2 separate regions of the Drosophila melanogaster genome follow, and region 1 is linked to region 2. The links are chromatin contacts, called in public Hi-C maps. All regions are on one chromosome and are shown on one strand. Each heading gives the region's core, a stretch centred on a gene start, on an enhancer-like site or on the middle of the called end of the contact. The rest is flanking DNA. Distances are from core to core; before and after follow the strand shown.

What was found. A called contact is a pair of places that touch in the nucleus more often than the background predicts.
Region 1: a Hi-C map of the Kc167 cell line shows a contact between it and region 2, with 1.9 times the contacts expected there. The contact joins the promoter of Ugt301D1 here to the promoter of Fas3 in region 2. A contact is called at or near these places in 5 of 107 Hi-C or Micro-C datasets (the Clone 8 cell line, the Kc167 cell line, the S2 cell line and 1 more).

The regions. Positions count from the first base shown.
Region 1 is chr2L:18,507,765-18,512,599 of dm6, reverse strand. It overlaps Ugt301D1 (UDP-glycosyltransferase family 301 member D1), which reads right to left and starts at 3,040. Exons shown (of 4, transcript NM_001259150.2): 1 at 2,894-3,040; 2 at 722-977; 3 at 215-661; 4 at 1-152. The coding sequence starts at 977.
Region 2 is chr2L:18,317,334-18,322,294 of dm6, reverse strand. Fas3 (Fasciclin 3) reads right to left here and starts at 2,193. Exons shown (of 8, transcript NM_165250.4): 1 at 1,565-2,193. The coding sequence starts at 1,607.

The DNA.
Region 1 (4,835 bases), core at 1,791-4,290, 190 kb before region 2:
GTCAGTGGGCAGTTGTTTGGGCTTCTGAATGTGCGCCCCACCCACGTCAATGAGTCCGGGCATACTTGGCCTCGGAAGATCGATACTACGGTGAGCATTAATCAGGACTAGGGAAATATTTCGCTCCAAGTCAAGAACATTAGGTAGAGGTCCTTTAACGAAACAAAAGTAATATATAAATTTATGTTTATTAAGGTATCTCATGCTAACTTACCTTCAATTGATCCCTGGAAATACTTTTCTGCCAATTTTTGCATTTTGGGCAGGTACACCCATCGTCTCATGACCGCATCGTACAGAGATAAGTAGGCATTATAAGCTCGCTGGCCAAAGGTCATACGATCTGTATGGGAAAGCAGAAGATGGGGAATCAAGGACCAAGGCGTCAGAATGCCCATTGCGTGATCTATATTATCAGCATAACCCATGGTGCCAATTGTGACCACTGGACAATTGAACCTCTTGCCGAACATCAGGAAGGCCTCATGGAAAAACTGCTCTATGATGACCAAGTCATAGTGATCATCTTTGCTCTCAATCAGCTTCTTCACTTTGGGATCCTTGAAAGCGTGCTCCGTGGTCATTAGTCCAATGGTCCACCAGAGCTCTAGGTTGTTGAAATCGCTAACAAACTGCATCGAAAATATGTTCTCCTTCGGAACTAAAATAATAAAAGTCATGTATTTAAATTTCATGCTATTTATATATGTATAATACTCACAGTGTTTGGGTATGTCAAAAGAGGGACTAATGATAATCTCCGTCAGATTTTCGTGGGGATGCTTGGTGGGATGGTTATTCACACTGGTCACATGATGTCCTTGACGCAGAAGATCGTTCTGGAAGTGCTCCAGCCAGAGCCAATGACTTGGAGCTGGAAATGGACCCATGAAGAGTATTCGGGAGCCAGCTCCAAATTCCAGCAGACCGATCAGGAAGATCAACATCCAACATTTCCACTGCAGCTGCATCTCCATCTGATTTGAAATCAACATGGACAATTAACAACATCAATTAAACAGTACGCCGAGTAGGGTAAAAAGTCGCGTTATTAGCGTCAAATTAACATTAGCTGCAGTTTATGTTCGGTGTTTGATTTCGTTATTTACATAAAGCACTTTACTTTGCACATTCTGATTGCAAATGATAGTGTTATTGATGAGATTTCTGGTTTGATGGATCGCAAGATCAGGTGGAAAATGAATATGCTGCACATGAAAGGGAAACTGCTACAATAGTATAATTAATTAAGCTCAACACTTTTATGAACACCTAACATACGGCCATATGTTTTTTGTTGGCTTGGCATAAATAAATATTAAATCTGTAACGCAACTAATATGGAATTCATATCTGATCTGGTCTTTTTCGCATTCAGCGACTTATACACTCAGTCCGTTAAATGAACACACCTCTCTGGCTTTCTGTCATAGAATTTAATCTGATTGAAATGCAGCACGGTAATTTCATCATTTTAAAATTAGCAATTAATATTGAAGTGGACCAGAAAGCTTGTTAGCTTACCCGCCTTATATGGTATGTCTCCCATTATACCATCATTAAGGTGTTAATTTCCAGACATCGTACAATTCCTGAACATCATGCAAGTTTTATAATGTTTACCCATTCCTAATCTTATTTTTCTTTTCGCTATCAGAAAGTGGGTCAAAATACGTAAACTATAAAAAGATTGTACGTGCTTACTCGACCTTAAGATAAATCAAATCGTCGAAATCAAATAAGGTTTAATTGGATTTAACGTTTCGTAATTTAATTACATTTAGCTTAAGTGTAACCATTTGCAATATTTATGGGATTTTGTTTAATTAAATATTTAATTTTATTGAACAGTTTAGCGCGTGTTATTTCCAGCCGGAATTTATTTGTATTTACGTTGACACACTGTAACAGAAAGCTGAACTGAAATACAAGTAAACATGCAACAAGTTGTCGTCATTGAGGCGAGCTGATAAATCGCATGTGGAAATAATTTTGTCATCACAGCCCGTATTTCGCATTGCATTTTACTGTTATACTTAAAAGCGAAATTCTATTTCCTTATATTAGCTACAGCTGAGAGCATTTTGTTGTTGTATGTAATTCCAACTGAAATGCAAGCTATGTAACTAAGTTTTTAGAGGCTTTGGTCAAGGTTGCAAATTATGGCATAATTGTTTATAATTTGTTCATTACGTGCCAACGCTAATTGTTTAAAGTTGGGGAATTTAAATTACTTAATTTTAATTATTTTGAGTGCTGGGATGGTGGATAGATCTTGTAACACTTGAAAAGACTTGATGGTTAAAAGGGTCAAAGCTAATGTTTTTTGAAAGTAAAACTTTTTGTGTGAGATGAATGTGAAAGTTTTGGTGATTATGAAATTGCTTTTTTTCCTTCTTTATTTTGCAAAAATTTCAACAAAATACACTTTATAATGCTTAACTAAGCCCTTTTACATTACCGGAATTAAAAAATGCAATGAAAACTGGTTACGATTTTTTTAATGACCTAATTAGTACAATTATAGCAATTTAAACTAACCTATTAATCTTTAATGATATTTTCTAGGTCGAAATAAATAAAATTGTGGAAATCCAGCTCTTGGAGCTGCAAACTTTTTTGGATTTATTATTCTCGATGGTTTGGAATTTCTGGTAATCAAATGCTTCCCAAAAATTGTTGTGTTATGCAAACACGTTTAAGCAAATCCAAAGGGATTTATTTAATTATTTAATATTATTATTGAGTAGAATCGTATCATTGAATAGAAAATTCAATTTCATATAATGAATATTTTATTGTATGATTTATTTTTAAGCACCTGAATTGTAGATTTCTTTATTTATTTTCGCTTTTCTAATGTCTGATTTATATTGCTTGTTTATTTATTAACCTTAAGTGTATTCAATTGCCTTTGTCTCACAGCAATAGCACCAGAAAATATTTGCACTTGGAATTAAACAAAATTAGCACGTTTCGAATTCAAAATGAATTTTAGCCCGAAACGCGACCGTTGGGCACCAAAGTGCGGTTATCACTAAACTCGGCGGCACAAAGCCCCGAACACCTCAACTTAATCAGCATTAGCCTCAGTCAAAGTCTCAGTCTCAGTCGACGCCAGCAGATGCAAAATGCATATACAAGCAAAAGCTTAGACGTATCTGTGGGATTCGAGTGTTAGTGCCGCCCTGGCACAGAGATACAAAAATACAAAGGCGAATCAACCGGCGACGCTCATTGTTTGCCCTAATCTTATTTGATTTTGATTGTCTCGTATGTGTGCTGGGATAATTACAATATTGATACAGTTGATTGCAAGTGTTGCCAAAATTATTATTACCTGTCAGTTTCCCTCCTTACACATACACAGATGCCCACTCACGTGTCGGTCGACAGATCAGCAATTGCAAACATATAATTTGTACTGCGAAATAGAATTGGCCAATTGGCCAATGAACTTTCGACAACGGAGTTAAAAAATTCATCAGAGTGCGAGTTTCAACAATAAACAAAAAACGAACAAGCCAAACAAGAATTGGGTCTTATCGACAAAACAAAGAAACCAATTTTAAAACATTGGTAATTTATTAAATCAATCATGAGCTTCTAAGGAGCATAGAAAGAAGTTTTCTGATATCAGGATACAGTGATCCCCCTATTTAGTTAAAACTAATAATGTAAACAAGAAAGAAATCGGTAAACTGCCAGAAATATATTATTGGATATATCCCTATATATCCCTATATAAAGACAAATGTTTTAAAAATAGTATCATTGAGACTATAAGAGCATTTTAGGTTCTGTAACTTATTGTTATCATTTGGCAACGATGAGCCATTCACATTCTTATCAACTAAGAATTTAATAAAAAAATAAATTACTAAAATATAAACCACTTCAGGATCTTGCAATAAATCACGACTTTCTATGTATCAGTTGCTTTCCCAGGGGATTTCCGTGGGCAATTACTAATCGCATTTCCTTGTTCGTCAGAATTAAAACAATGCCCATCGATTGAGTTCGCTAAAAACGTGTTTTATTTGCAAACGGAAAGGAAACCCGACATTTTTGATGGGTACATTACATGTATAACACGAATTTAATGCACTGTTATTTGTGCATTCACCTTGGAAGCGGTCAAGTTCACTTCACGATAAGTCATATCATTTAATGATAATTAATGTTTGTTGACTTTTTATGGTAAGCAAACAAATGGAGAGGAGAAATGCCAAGATAACACAAATGGCATAAAGCCCACTGAGAACATGCAACAAATTAAGAAAAAGAGGGGAATTAATATAAGGCAAGCTGAAAGAACTCAAAGTCGTCTAAAAAAAAGGGCATACAACACAAGAGGCCGAAACATTTCATTGAAAATTGGCACGCTTCATTGAAGCGAGTCACAAAAAGCTGAAACCACTCTCGAAAAGGGGCGAAAGGGGCGCAGGGCGTGGCTGGGCATGGGCGTGGGCGTTCACCCAAACCGGCGACGATGATGGACGACCATGCTCCAGGCGGAGTTTTGATGGCAACTCAAGACATGGCCAAGAACGGCACTTTTGATGCGAGCGATCGCCGGGAGAGGCCACCAAACCAAAAAGAAAATGTTCATTCATAAGATCGCAGTGGACATGCCACAATGAAAATGAATGGCCTGTAACAAAAATGTTGGCGGAAAAAAGCGAGAAGAAAATGGTGCTGGAGCAAACAGCTCATTAAATCAGCGGCAAATTAAATAAATCATTAAATATTTTTAATTCTGCAGAGGTAAGTTCTCAAACAAGCTTAAAGGGGCTTAGAGTCATTTAAAGAGATTTAATTGAATGATCGGGCAT
Region 2 (4,961 bases), core at 944-3,443:
TATTCAGTGTGAAGTGGCAAAGCCCTGCTAGAAAAAGACGGCAACTGGACAGCGGAAAGAGATAGGGAGAAGGGTTGAACCTGCAGTGGATTTCCTGGTGTACTTTATTTTGGTTTTTTGTGTGCAGTTTTTGCATTTACATTTTCGTAAACCTTTGAAAGGTTCCAGGCAGGCTTAGCAACTGAATAAAACGCGGCTGTCTTAAAGTCACGTCATGTGGGTGGTTCTGTGGGGGGGGGGGTGGCTTTACCATTGGGCGGTTGAATCTGCCGAGGGGCTGTGGCAGTAATGAGGCAACTGCAAAAGCAACAGCTTCATGTGCCGTGTGTTGTGTTAATGTTGTTAGGCTTTGGCATAAACCAGCATCTTCTTTTCAGCTAATGAGAAATCTGTCTCAGTTTCCCCAGCTAGCTCTGCACCCATATATCCTTCTCGCTCTTCAAGGACGTAATAAGAGGGTACAATATAATAAGCACGGCTGAAACATTGAAGGATTTTAATTAAATAGAACCGACAGCGTTTTTGGGCCTTGATGATGGCATAGAATTTATATCCGCATTCGTACGTGGTACAAAGAGATGAAAGTAATGCTCAAGTGGATGCTGATGTTGTCTCCTAATTTCAAGGATGCATGCTGGCACAAGATGCGGCACTTAGAATAAATTAAAAAAGGAGCCAAATAAAGACTAATTACAGTGGAGCGAATATTGAGACGTATTACCATCTACAAGGTTTTTTTTAGATTCTACATTATTGGGGGCCAATGCTAAAATATGGAAACTAGTATTGATATAGTACAAAATTATATTCCAAGGCAAAATACATTTCAAAAACACATTATTGATCACAAGTCGGTTCCAATAAAGTACAACTATTAAACAGTCTAATACTGTCATAAAACCAAGCAAACCTCTTATGGGCACACAAAGCTATCAAACCCTATCACGTATGAACACAAAACCAAAGAAAATCCATTAAAACAGCTACTAAACCGATTAATTAAAATAAACGATCCGTGAATCATCTGCGGCGAAGATCTTTCGGGCAAGCCCAATTTGGTTGGACTCACCATAGAAGACCAAAGTGTAATTGACCTTTTCAACCTGTGCTGGCGCATGGCAAATGCCAGCTGTACCCCAAGATGCGAAAGGTCACACTTGGCACGGACACAGATTCAAAACAGCTTCGGTCACACTCTGAGCATGCGCAGTTGGAGCTATGGACCAAACCGGGTCAACCGCCAAAAGAGGAGGAACTATCAATTTCATGGATATTATGACAGGGAACTTTTCACTCAATCATCACTTTCATAAAGACAACACTTTCCACAGCCCCGCGGGGCGATGTCTTCTCATCAATCAAGTTTGCCGTTCAACAATGATATTTTTATACAGCTCGAGGTGAGAACACGTTTTTGGGTAGCATCTTTTTATTCATATACATAGGTATCTGAGAGTAAGCTAAACTTTTTCACACATTTGCGCGGGTCTTAAACGAGCGCGTGATATCATCTCATGAGCGCGACTTTGGCTTTACTTTCCTCTGAGCCGTTGTTTATTCTTACCTGTTAAGATGGCTGCGAGACATATAAAAACGATCCGTGACATGATTTTGCTGCTGACTTCCTTTGGCTTCGCGTATTTTTTCTACTGAGCGTGAGCGTATAAGTAATCCCGGTTTTGTTTTTTTGGGTTTCCTTATATGTGTGTATGAATTTTTTTTCTTGGTGTCACTCAGGCGTTTGGTTGCACTTGCTTTAGCTTTTCATGCATAAAATATACGGCCAAGTACGTTTTGGTGGCACTTTACGGCCGCTGAGGCTCTGGTTTATATTTTTTATGTGACGTGTGGGTGTGTGTGTGTGTTTTGGGGTGTGCAGTGTGTGTTTGGATGCTTTTTTAACTCCTCGCTATTATTTGTTATTTTCAAGGGGTATATCCGATCGGTTGGTTTGCGCTAATCGAAGATTATGCCACACTTGTAAACACACACGGTGGGCCAAATGCCAGTGGCAGCGATAGTGCTCAATGGCCGGCTAACGCACACGGACGCAGGTTTATACGATTCCGACACGAATAACGATATCAAATCCCGAAATGCCGAACCCAAAATGCCGAACGACCGATGTGCCCACGCAATCCAAGAGCGACAGAGAACGACTGATAGGAGCAACAGTTACCAAACGACTGAATCCGCTCCGTGTTTATAAAGTTGCCAACATGGGCAGCGCAGCGGCCGCGACGTCGGCGCCAGCTGCGGCAGCGACAGCGGCAGCATGCTGCGAACACCAGGCGTATGCGTTTTTACATATGCAGTCGCTGGGGTTGCATGTTGCCGCTGGATGTTGCTGGCGTTTGTCGATGTTGCGGCTGCATGTTGCTGCCGCTACATGCGCGACGAGCTAGCAGCATTGCTCGTTCTAGTTTACGCTTTACAGCGACTGTGTGTACAGGGTACTTTTAAATTACGGGGGTATATGGACTTGAACACACTACCTAAAAATAATGGTTTCAATTTATAGCAGCTGCAGTTTTTTATAATTTATTTTTACAATTATTATTTAGGTCACAGGGAATTGGGTGGGTGCTAGGAATTTATAATCTTTTAATCAACGTTTACCTAGCAAAACAGTCTTTGCAGTGTGCTCCACTAATAAATATGTATTTTGTTGCTTATAATTTAAAATGTAAAGTGAATTGTTGAAAATAACAAACTCATTAGAGCTTAGCCTGCATCTCCGGTTTTGATGACACATCTATTTAGGTGGAAAAATTTAGGTGACTAACGTGTTCTATTTTCCTTTGCGTCATAACTGGAGTTCAAATAAAGTTTCTTAGCATGGTGCTAATTTAAATATTATGAGTATGGGTTTGTACAGTATTTATTTACCTAATATCTACAAGTTAGAAGCCGTTAATAGGTCGTATTTGACCCACAAATGGATTGATTTATTCCTAATACCATTTTTTAATATCTAATGTTAAATAGATGAAAAGTACATTTAACAGTAGAATCAATGGCCCAAAGTTCCGAAAGCATGTTTTTTTTTAAACCGCGTGATAATTTGCTACGACCCAATTGGTTAAGGTTAGGCAAATCAATAAATATAAATTAGATGGACAAAGAAACATTATTTCGGATCGACATAAACATGTGTTGCAAGTAAATAGAATTTAAACGGGCACTCCATACAGTGTAATACTTTCTGCCGCCGCTGTTCTTGTTGTTTAGTTTGATTTGAATTTGTTTGGCTCTTGTGCATTGTGTTGTTGCAGCTTTCGCTCTTGTTGTTATTGCTGGTATTGTTGGTGTTGTTGTTGATTTGGCCAAGTTTGCTTTCAGGCTGTCGCCGTTGCTGCTGCAACTGCCGGATTTCTGTCTATTTGTCGTTTGATAATCTACCCCCTTGCCGGCCGCCTCCTTGGATTTCGCCGGCTTTTGTTTGCCTGTCGTGTTGTCGAATGGCACACATACAAATTCCGACCGAGAGCGAATCTTTGGCACAGTGGCTCCTCGTTCTGGTTGCCGATTCCCGTTCCCAGTTTCCCGCTCCCTCTTCCGCAAATATTCCGCTGTGTTTGCCACAGTTCCAGATCCCCAGAATCGCCCGCAATGGGACTGTGACCTGAAACCCACTTCGATTAGAATGATGTAAACGCAGGCTCGATTTATGGCGAGAACAGTAAATAGTAAGCTACGCAGTACTTAGGAAGTTTGTAATGGCTACCAAATAGAGCGATCGTACAGCTTACATAATAATTATAGAGCCTTACATATTGCTTTAACTAAATTATTGTACGAAATTACTTGTGTATCAATATTGAGATACAGTGTACTGTACCTGTGGAACTCTGAAATGCCGCATCGCCGGACAACTATAAGCTTGGAAATATTTAAAGTGACCCGTATTTTCGCACCCTCACCCTGTGCGATTTCCATTTTCGATTCATTGCCCCATAATGTATTTACTTCTGCATTATTACACTTGCCATCGTGCACTCCCTGTTTGCCCCCGAAAACCAGGCAGCAAATAGTATTATCAAACATTTTAAATTTAATCAAAGCACACACATTCAATAAGCCTGGGGCCATATTTGGACTATGAAAAGGTAAGCCATGAAAAATGCATAGAAATTGCACACCCTATTGGATGAAAATAGGGTCGCGTGGACTAGAGAAATATAGCTGCATAAATGTTGATGTTTTCGAACTGTCATCTTTAAAAATATTATTTTTTCTAATTTTTATTTTGGTGCAAATGCCGTGGTAATCTGACCATCGTAGCCAAATTTGCAACACATTAAATATTTTCGTGGAGTTAGAGCATTTCAGTATGCGAAGTTTCCCTTTATTTAGTTTCAACTTAAATTTTTCCACTAATATTTTTGTTTGTTAGGTTTGCATTTAGCATGCAATAAAAATATCGCATGCTATAAGGTTTGTGATTTCAGGGCGCACACGACTGGAAACTGTATATTCCGGCTATGTGCCCGTGTCCATGGGCGGGCTTAAGGGGGATGAATGGTGGGATCGGTTGGGGATGATAGCCAGAGGGGTAGGGAACCAAGCTGCTGAGAGCAGCCAGCATGTGTTTATTGCCAGCACAAAATGATGATTATACGTAATGTGTAATGGTCAGAATGGCGAAAGAAGGAGTCGAAGGCGGTGGCGGGAAGGGACGGGACGGGATTCGGTGGCGTAGCTTTTCCGTAGCACTGAGTGCGGCGTGTAAAGCCCCGGAAAAGCAGCCGGAATAGCATCAAGCAGACGGCAAAAACAAACAGGAGGCATCTCCCGCCCGCCAGTGGCACATCCTTGGTCTCCTTGCCATTTTCCTGCTCCTGTTAGTCCTTCTGCTCCAGAAACACTCTATTCTCCACATGTGATGGCTGCATCACAACGGCGATGGCCCAAAGCAGCCAGCAACATAGAACATTTTTGAGGCTTGCATTCAATTTTTG